2 separate regions of the Gossypium hirsutum genome follow, and region 1 is linked to region 2. A link is a contact called in public Hi-C data. All regions are on one chromosome and are shown on one strand. Each heading gives the region's core, a stretch centred on a gene start, on an enhancer-like site or on the middle of the called end of the contact. The rest is flanking DNA. Distances are from core to core; before and after follow the strand shown.

What was found. Hi-C and Micro-C count contacts between places; a contact is called where the count stands out from the background.
Region 1: a contact with region 2 is called in a Hi-C map of leaf, with 2.3 times the contacts expected there. The contact joins the promoter of LOC107896321 here to the promoter of LOC107896294 in region 2. A contact is called at or near these places in 3 of 34 Hi-C or Micro-C datasets (all in leaf).

Annotation. Positions count from the first base shown.
Region 1 is chrA10:109,376,031-109,381,585 of Gossypium_hirsutum_v2.1, reverse strand. LOC107896321 (OVARIAN TUMOR DOMAIN-containing deubiquitinating enzyme 4) reads right to left here and starts at 2,066. Exons shown (of 5, transcript XM_016821472.2): 1 at 1,392-2,066; 2 at 1,105-1,226; 3 at 906-946; 4 at 720-818; 5 at 1-23. The coding sequence starts at 1,917.
Region 2 is chrA10:109,186,181-109,191,489 of Gossypium_hirsutum_v2.1, reverse strand. LOC107896294 (40S ribosomal protein S15a-1) reads left to right here and starts at 1,845. Exons shown (of 4, transcript XM_016821436.2): 1 at 1,845-2,006; 2 at 2,940-3,093; 3 at 3,166-3,326; 4 at 3,413-3,664. The coding sequence starts at 2,961. The coding sequence ends at 3,511. It overlaps LOC107896295, which reads left to right. Exons shown (of 3, transcript XM_016821437.2): 1 at 1-81; 2 at 760-871; 3 at 1,014-1,401. The coding sequence ends at 1,270. LOC121207671 (protein TSS-like) reads right to left here. Exons shown (of 4, transcript XR_005902798.1): 3 at 5,242-5,309; 4 at 4,624-5,146.

The DNA.
Region 1 (5,555 bases), core at 817-3,316, 190 kb before region 2:
TCATGTAGACAGAAATTCGAGTCCTGTCAATCAAAATGGGGTGTCAAATACAGCAGTCAAGTAAAACATGAGGAAAAATAGATAGGAATTTAGAACATGGAATTCAAATTCCAAGTTTAGGCTTTGGTTAGAATACAATTTGAACAATGCATAAGAAAAGAACAGTTACTGTTTTGCTTTGACATCATTCCATAAGCCAGCAGCAGAGTTTCATGCATAAGGTATAGACTAACCCAAAAGCTCGAGCACTAATTATCAAACGGTGGTTTTAAACCTAGTTTCTTGACAAAATAGGCAAATTGAAATGCTTGTACCAATATGCAAAATAAATGAAAGCATCATCACACAAAAATGAAGTGATTTCAGTGTGGCAGGGGACCCTCAGTTATATCTTCTCGTGAAGATTCTAATTATGCGTTCTTTAAAAACTTAAATCACTAATATTTATGAGGCATTGACTTGGTTAGTAATTAGCACCTTAAGAAATAGCCTAAACTTTTCATCTGTTTGCAAAGATAAAAGCAAATCACCTGCAGTATTACATAGGATCGATCACAATATTATGTGCAACTCATAAGCCATGGAAACTTAAATTATTCATCATTTTGATAGGCTAATTGCAAGATTATAGTAAAATGAGGTAGGAAGTGAAGAGCTCCGACAAAAGGTGCATTACAAAACAATTCATAGTCAAATTTTTAAAAGAAATAGAAACTCACTTCAAAACATGAGAAGCCATCAATAATTCAGGCTCTCCACCCCAAACATAAGGCTGCTGAATTTCCTTTACATAAGCATCAAAATCTCCCTCAATATACCTGCAGTTATCATATCATATGAAGCCCTATGCTTATTAAAAATTCCATCAAAGTGAATGGCATTCCAATATAAAGACAAAGCTTTACCATTCTGTTTCTTCACGCCTCTTCAAAAGCTCATTCACAACCTACATGATTAAACATATAAAAAGGGAAAAACTCCTATTACCATTTGTAGATTCAGAAACGAAATTTTATACATAAAATAGTGTATCTTGATCAAATACTTAAAAAAATAAAAAATAAATAAATAAATAAATAAATAAATAAACCTCCTCGTAATTACCTGAGCTCTCAATTCATCAGCAAGTTCTCTTTGACGGTTTTCATCAGGAGCTTCTTCTCCAGACCTCAAACAAGCTCCATGAGCTATTGCTCTGAACAGACATCGTCCATCCGCTAAAATCCCTGCAGCATATCAAATATAAATTCAAATTCATTTTTTAATATTGAAAACTGAGTATCGCCCTGCGCTAAAATCCCTGTATATCAAATATACATTCAAATTCATTCATTTTTTATATTAAAAACTAATTGGCAGCAATTAAAATTAGTTAATTAATTACAACTAACCTGTAACCTTGAAATTATCAGCGGCAGGAACTGAAGACAAATGATTACTACTCTTTTCATCTGAATTTAAAGAAGCATCGGTTTTATTATCAGCATCGAGGTTAACGTCATCAAATTCATCCATCGGCATCGGCGCAAGACAAGCGCAGACTCCAAACAGAAGCCAAGCAGAATCCGGTCGAAGCCACCGAGCCGGTCTGGCATCCCACGACACATTCCAGGAACCTTCCCCTTTCCTCTCCACATTCTTCCACACATCTCCTCTATTCTTCACTCCTCTGTCTCCTCCGCATGGCAAAATCGCATGCCATATAGAAGCTGCACCACCCTCTGAGCCGCCACCAAGCCGACAAGCCGTTGAATGGTGCCGGCAGCGCCGATTATCGGCAGATAAATCGGCGAAATGTGAAGGCCAGTGCAATAAACGATTTTCGTGATGGTGAGCCGCTGAACCACCGTGGGCGATCAGAGATAGGGAGTTGAGGATCCAAGGCTTGGGAGGTCGTGTGCACAATACACCAAGCATCACCGGACTGATACTAACGAACGCCGATTAAGATACACTGTATAACCTACACACCATTTACATACATTTCAGCTCTCTATTTATATGTAAATAAAAAATTTTCCTGATTTTTTTGCCTTTTCACTTTGACGGCGAGATAGAGAAAAAGGAGAAAAGATACTGGGTCCACCACAAAAATAACAATAAAATATTTAATTTTTAGATTTTCAAATTTCTAAAATAGTAAATGACAAATATAACCATTTAAATATAAATCAGGTGTTTTATATAAGGGTATAAAAGTAAATTAATCAATTGGGTTATAGAAAACTGAAACAAAATACATGTTTTGTCAAACAAAATATTAGGGTCGCGTCACTTCATTCGCTGGAAAGTTAGGGAAATGATACAATAAGGTCTGGTGTTAAAGACTTTCCGTGGAACTGCAATTTCTCACCATACACGTGGGATATAATCAAGACTATTTTAGTAAATTACCCATTTTAAGAAATATAAGATATTTGGATAGGTTTCCTTAATGTGACCCATTATTTTATTTCACCTTTTTTATATATAATAGGTAGGTGAAAATGGTTTTTGCTTTCGACATTGGACTCCTCTTCTTCTTATTTAATAATTAAAATTTTGTTTTATTTAAATCAACTTATAAAATTAATTTAAGAATATTTTGGTAGGTTAACCCACTAAAATGCATTATTTTATTTCATCTTCTTATAATTGGAGGTAGGTGAGCCAAGCTATTTTTAAATCTTAAACTAAATTAAATATTTTTTTTGGGTTCTTTTTTATAATATTTAAGTTTTCATGTATTTATAAAGCATTTGATTAATTAAAATATTTGGGTTATAATTTTTAATACATTCTTTTTTTAAACTATTAAATTTTATTAAATAAAAAATAAATGTAAGTAAAACTAAATAGTTTTTTCATATATATATCCATACTAAAAATGATTTTATTAAGTAATTACATGTAAAATATTTTTAAAATTATATTATTGGACTTATATTTAATATTATTAAATTTGTATTATTAATTATTAATTATTTTGTATTTTGTAAAAATATTATAATATTTTCAAATATTATTTTTAAGACACTCCTTAACGAATACTATCAAATATTTAAAGAGAAAATATTTTACTTATTTATATTATTATTTACTACTAATTTATTGAATTTGTATATTATAACATACACTGAAATTAAAAAAATAGTTTTAATACTAATAAACGTTGCATGCAACAGTAATACACGTCATAATTTTAAGTGGAGACGTTGATTTGAACTTTAAAAGTAATATTATTAAAAGGGATAACCCCAAACATAAATTGTAAAGCAGATTTAGAAAATACCAAAAAAGAAAAATCCTTAATAGTGTAGACATGGGCCATTTGCTTAACACATGGTGACTTTTTCTTTTACTTCAGGAAATTTTTAGATTTATAATGTTATTTGGTACTCAAGTTTGATATTTTTTCTAATGTGGTTATTGTGTTATTTTTGGACCAATATGATATTTGTATTTGACAAAAATTATATATTTTTATACTCAAAAGTAACGGTATTAACTTTTTAGTATTTAATTTAGTTTTTAGGGCTGATTTGGTAAAAGTTAATTGCTAACTTTATTAGGTTTGAATTTTCATAATTTCTTGATGCATCCAAGTCAAGTCTCTCGTATAACTTGTACGGTCCCTAAACCCTAAACCCTAAACCCTAAACACCCTCATTATATTATGTGTTAATGGCACTAGGTCCGGCCACTACCATCCCATTGATTGAAAGGCCTGTTATTATTGTGACATCTTTTAAAGTGATTACCGCTTCTCCGCAAGGCAAATGAAAAGTAAAACTTTTTAACCTTCATATCTTAACTAAGGCAACAACCAATTCATGAATGATATTAAATTTGTCCATTTTAGATGCCCCATAACGATATCCTGCAAGCATCGTTGGATACAATCACTGGGAGCTGAGAACTTTATGTTCTATCAGTACAGAAGAGTTAGATCTACCTAAGGCTCCAAAATCACAAAAAAATAATTTTGAACCTAAAAAATTATGAAAAATATTTGTACAAAACTAATTATTATAAATAAATTAAACTAGATATTTTACCATATTCAAGACGTAATTGATTGATTAATTTATATGAAAATACTGCAAAAAAATATTTTAAAAAACTAGGCTAATTTTCTTAAAATTCATGGATCTACGATAATTTTGGAGAGAGAATGAAAAACGCATCCTACAGGGCACATTTTCACTGCCACATCAGTGAAAACGCGCCACGTAGGATGCGTTTTTAGGAGAGAGAACAAAAACGTGCCCGGTATTGATGTGGCAGTGGAAACAAGCCTTATAGGATGCATTTTCCTTTATCGATACTATATCAACAGTAACTTTTCCAACGACTAGTAGGACTCCGACAACCATAAAAATTCCGATATAAACCCCTCAAACATTCATTTTTTCCACCCAAATACTCCATACTCATTTTTTCTTCTTAAATTCTCAATCTTTCATTCTTCATTCTTCAATCCCCAATTTTCAATTTTCAATTTTCAATTTTCAATCTTCAAATTTCAATTTTCAATTTTAAATTTTCAATCCTCAAATATTTTTTTAAATTCTTTTTTTGAATTTTATTCTTTTCTTATAAAATTTTAAATGTCAAATCAACTTATTCGTTTGGATGACAAACATATCTCCAACGTTCAATTATAAATGGTAAGTAAATTTATTATATTTAAATAGTTAATTATTATGTTGTTTAGATTATTAATTTTTTATGTTTATATAGTTAGCCCGAAGATTGGGTTTTGGAGACGTGTATAAATAACTAAGGAAAAGATGCACCGGGGGTCGTTCATGGACACTTGCTAGATGCAGACTTTTTATACGCGGTTCGCATGCTTGGGGGGACTAAATTGGATCCCCCACTGATCAGTGCTTTAATCGAGAGATGGAGATCGGAGACGCAAACGTTCCATCTCTCCTGGGGCGAGTGTACAATTACACTCTAGGATGTCAGTTTACAACTCAGTCTACCAGTCGATGGGGATACCGTTACAGGGCCAATTATTAGTGCCGATTGGAGTGCAACATGCAAGGAATTGCCAAGGAATGTGCCAAACAAGTTTAAGGGTAGTCGGATCGAGATGAAATGGTCGGAGGATAACTTCTAAACTATCGATGCTTCAACGAGCGATGTCGGAAAAGAACAATTTTCGTGCGTATTCATCTTGAGGTTGAGCTGGGGTCTGCTAATGCCAGATAAATCTCACAATCTGATGCATTTGAGGTGGCTACTACTACTAGCCGACTTGAAGGAATCGAGACGACTTAGTTGGGGATTAGCGATGTTGGCGACATTATACCGAGAAATGTTTCGAGCCATGATATCGGATAAAGCCAAAATCGACGATTGCATGCTCCTTCTCTAATCATGGGTATGGTATCAACTATTATTTTTACACCCCCGAGTGGAACTCCCTTACAAATTCCCACTCTTCATATGGTAAAATTTATTCCACAATATCATTACCGTTTTTATTTTTCATTGTTGTAATTTTGAAATAACATATTATTTAAATAGGTGAAACAACCCCACATGACATAACAGTATACCTACCG
Region 2 (5,309 bases), core at 596-3,095:
AAAGGAGTGGTGGAAGCTGTTCATGCTTACTGGTTGAAAAAAAAGGAGCAAAGACGGTCACCATTGCTTAGAGTCTTCCAGGTAATCTTTGTGGAGAATTTTTCTATGGACATAAATATAATTGTAGATTCATTTGGGAAACTGAACTCTCCTTCGATGTATTATATCATCATTGTACTATACTGTCATTTTGTAAATGAAGAAAATTCTAGCTTATGTCCCTAGTATGTGTATTTGTTTGTTGAAATTTTCAAGGAAGTTTAGCATGGAAAAGTGCCCTTCTTTTGAAAGGGTTTATTGTCCTATTTCTTGTTCTGATTCCCACAATTTGTCATGCAATGAGTTCATAGAATTGTATCTTATAGGTCAAATGATCTTTTGCTATAACAGTTGCATGCAATGATGCCATGCTATATTGACACAATTTAGAGGGAAGAAATAACAGATTGTGAATCAACCATATTTCAGATAGGATTAATACAAAGCACCTAAATATTCTTACTCTGAACTTTGTTTTATATTCTGTTTTCTATTTGTTGAGAATTTGGAATTTCTTTTCGGCTGCAATGGGAAGATATCGTTTAAGTGATTGGAAACGAAGTATTGTCATCAACTTATCATGCTATATACCATTTTGTTCCCTGGCATATCTTGAAATTTGAAATATGCATCCCTTCCGTCATTACTGTTCAGTCTCCTACCTCTTCTTTCTGGTGTTTTGGTAGATATATGATCAAAATGAATGTTGGATTGTAACAGGGTCATCAGGTCAAGAAGGCTCCCGTAGTTCCACAGCCTCTTCTACGTAAAAGGAGGTCATTTAAGCGTCAAGCTAGCCATGGGAGAGGCAAGCTACCGAGTTTGTTGCAAGGTATATTATATTGTCTGACCATAGCAGTCATGCTCAACTATACAGGCTCTGATCTGATTTTAACGTGTGAATGGTTTTTCATGTTTTGTGTGAATATGTAAGTGTTAATAGAACCTTGTTTCATGTTTTGTGGTATGTGCAGCCATGGCAGCCCAACATGATGCGGTGGAAGAAGAGATTGTGATGGTTAGAGTCGAAGAAGCTAGAGCTGCAGCAACCAGAGCGGTTGAATCGGCCATCCTGAAACGCCAACAGGCACAGATGCTACTTCAAAATGCGGATATGGCTACATACAAAGCCGTGATGGCACTTAGAATTGCTGAAGCCGCTAGCATTGGTGAATCCTCAGAAGGTGCAGTTGGTGAATTTTTTGTGGATGAGGTGCCGGTAATCAGCTAATATTTGATTTTGGCATCATCGGGAGGACAAGAGTAGTGTAATAATGTAAAGCTTTTTTTAATTGAATTGGAATGTACATTGTGTATTATTATAACTTAATATCATACCCAAAAAAGAAAAATTTTCGCCCAGATCTGAAAAAGGTGAGGAATTACAGGAAATTTTGAGCCCTCTGGTATGATCTTACTCTTTGGGGTTTGAACTAAGTTATTATTAATTTCTTAAAATATAATATTGATTTTAATTTAGCATTGATTGACTTCATATCATGACGTCCTTCCGGATTTCTTGGTGGCCAAGTTTATAAATGAGTTATACCTTTATATATTTTAATTATTACATTAATGTTAAATAGGTTTAAATTATACCCACTGGTTCAATTTTTTATGATTTTATAAATATTTCTCTTTTTTAATTTTAAATTAAAAAAAATTGTTAAATTAGGTCGTATTTATGTTTAAGTCTTCCTCGAATTATTTTCATATCAATATCATTAATATTATTAATAATCTTAAAAAATTTAAATTAAATCAAAATTATATATACACAGAAAAACAGTAGAATTGAGTGCTATATTTTGGGCCTTCGTATATCAAAGGCCGACGTAAATCCCAAGCCCATAAAACTGAAAATTAAATTTAAATCCGAAAACCTAGCACTCAGCCGAGCTCTCTGCCATTTTCATTGGGCACTCTTTCAAACTAACCAAAACGAGGCCGCCGGATTTTGGTTTCAGGTAAGCGACACTTTCACACTCTTTTCTTTCCATGATTTAAGATCTTGGGGCTGTTTTTTTATCCTCTTGAGTATCAGTTCTGTCATGGAATAAAGATAGCAAGATCTATTTTACCTATTCGATTAGGGTTTAGACCTTACTTATCTTCGTTTTTTTTTACGTCATTAATGTTTCAATCCTTTTACATAATATGGAACTGAAAGGATTTTGGGTTCTCTGGGCAAGTTAAGAATCTATTGTTTCGTTTGGTACAAAGTTTTTGGTGCCCTTAACCTATTTTACTTCGCTTGTTTCTAATACTACGTAAGCTTTTAGATTAGAAGATGGGTTTATTGGTTGGAACTAGACCCGTCAAACTTTCAATGCGGCTCGGGTTGGTTTTGGGTCGCGTTTTAAAACTCTTGGTTTATTTTGGGTGGATCATTTTAGGTTTAGGTAGTTTTGGGTTTTAAGATTCTCGGGATTTTGGGTCCGGTGAGGTCAATGTGGGTTCTGTTCACTTCAGGATAGGGTCATTTCTGTTTACTTAGGGTGAGTTTGGGGCCACGGTGCGGTACGGTGCGTTTAGTTTATTTTTTATCTCACGCTACAGTATCGCTACAGTATTTAATCTCACCGCCACCACTATTTTTATACTAACCGCAAGTAAACGCACCGCCCATCCGAACTCACCCTTAGTCAAATCATTTCGAGTTGGGTCGTTTTGGTTTAGGGTTGTTGCCCATTTTCCTCCACTTGCCTCTATCACTGTGTAAGTTTGGATTAGAAGATGGTTTGTCGGTTCTTCATTTGAATAAGATATTGGATCACTGGAAATACTGTTGTTATTATAGGAAAATGATGTTTAGAAGAATGATATGTTCAAGTTGTTTTACTGAGTTTCTAAAGACTAAAAGAAACTATAAATAATTGCTTCGTTTGATTCAAAATCAGCAGCAGCTTGTATTTAGAAGGATGGTGAGGGTCAGCATTTTGAATGATGCACTGAAGAGCATGTACAATGCAGAAAAGAGGGGCAAACGGCAGGTCATGATCAGGCCATCCTCAAAAGTGATCATCAAGTTCCTTTTGGTCATGCAGAAGCACGGTTTGTTTCAACATTCAATCTAATCTCTACCCTTATATTTGTTCCATCGATATGCTAACATTGGGATTGCAGGTTACATTGGAGAGTTTGAGTACGTTGATGATCACAGATCTGGTAAAATTGTAGTTGAACTGAACAGAAGGCTGAACAAGTGCGGGGTGATCAGTCCTCGCTTCGACGTAGGAGTGAAGGAGATCGAGGGTTGGACTGCCAGGCTGCTTCCATCAAGACAGGTTAGCCGAGAAACTAAACATCATAGTTTTATGCTTTCATAAGATTGTTTTACCCTATCCTACTGAGTTGTATACTGGATTTGCAGTTTGGGTACATAGTGCTGACAACATCAGCTGGAATAATGGACCATGAAGAAGCCAGAAGAAAGAATGTAGGTGGAAAAGTACTTGGGTTCTTCTATTGAGGGGATTTCTTTAGAATTAAAACTTTACGAATTATGTTTTTTTCCTTTAAACCTCTCAGTTAGCAATGCCTATTTTCTAAATTTTGGCACTCATCCTATATGTATTTTGCTTATGATGTTTGGAGATTTTGAATTGCTGAGTATTCATCCCAATATGAGACTCCAATAGCATTAGCATTGCTCTTTTCCCCCAAAAAATTCCCCCTTTTGTCTTACAATAATATGAGACTCCAGTTGTCTCATAGCATAGAAGGCACAGTTTCAAGTACTAAAAGGAGACGTTAAGAGTATAAGCTCGTGGGTTTTTGTTAACGATTGTCCTAATGATAATCTTAGTGGTTTCAATGCATTGAATTGAAGATACTACTTCAGACAGACTGTTTTAACTAACCTTAGTAATGCCTTTGAGATGCTTAACAAGTTCGGAGTCCGACGAAGGTTCATGAGAATGCTCTAAAACATCCCCACCAAAGAAAAAAGAGAAAAAAAAAGAATTAACGAAAAATGAAGTGAAATGATCGGAATAGAGAGAGAGAAGCTGAAAAGGATTATAGAGTGCAGAACATGGTATTGGTGGGTTGCTCTTGAAGCTGATCGACCGAATTACTAGTAGGGATTTCGGGTCGTAATGATGAACAATAAGAGAAAACAGAGCATTCCCAATCGCTAGCGAGAGTGACTGACAGTTTTCAAAGCCGCAACACTTGGAGGATTCATAGGAGATGAAGCCAGCCATAGCTGGAGAAGCAGAAAGAGAGGAAGTTGGAGAAGATTCAAGGGGTGAAGATGGCGGTTGACGGCAGAGAAACGATTGGAGAAGCATAATTGTCAGGGAGATCTTGGAGGCTGATGTTGGAAAAGAAGACGTCGATCGTGGTGGTTTCAACTGAAGAAGGATGGCGATGAAGAAAAAACCCCGAAGCTACGTGTTTAAATTTTGTTGGTTTTGGTTTAAAAACTAAAGCTGACATTGAAATTTAAATATTAGATTTAATTTTTTTAGAAATCCATGTCAGATTTTTGTTTGTCTGGGGTGATCAAAATGATCGAAATATGTAATGTAGGTGCTTAAATTGCAAGCTTCTTTTTTGGGTTGCCTAAAATGAAATTTTTTTATAGGTAAATTATACCAACAGTCACTCAACTTTAGGGTAGCTAATAAAATAGCTATTTAGGTTTCATTTCAATCATTTAACTTTTTAAAAATAATAAAACAGTCACTAACGTTATAAAAAAGTGACAAAACAGTCATTGACTAACAGTTTCTGTTACTGTCTTAACAGAATCGCCGATGTGGCAAGTTAATTAGCTGATGTGGCCAGTTAACTTGCCACGTTAGATGAAGAAATTGAAAAAAAAAACTCTAAAAAAACCCACCTAATAGAGAAGAAGAAGAAGAAGAAGAGCAGTCACTGAATCTAGGAAGCTGATGACCATAGTTGCTTTTTAATGAAATGCAGATGAGATAAACATTGACCTATTAACATTTAAAGCATTTGCCCCTCCTTCAGGTTGGTCTTCCATGTCAATTTCTTGAGGAATGGGATTCCCCTCCCAATTTACTTCAGTTGAAACTTTTACTACAGCTGTATAGCCACAATGTCTTACAATCACAACACCTAAAGTAGAAGTATCCTACAAGACCAAAACAAAAAGAAAAAGTAAATTTAGCAACGCATAGCCTTTTTCTCTGGTTCGTCGTAATCATCCAGCAAAAATTGTTCACTCACATGAACAGTTGCACTCTCATCAGCACTTATGCCTTTAAGTAAATTTCTCCAAACCAGCTCCTCCTATG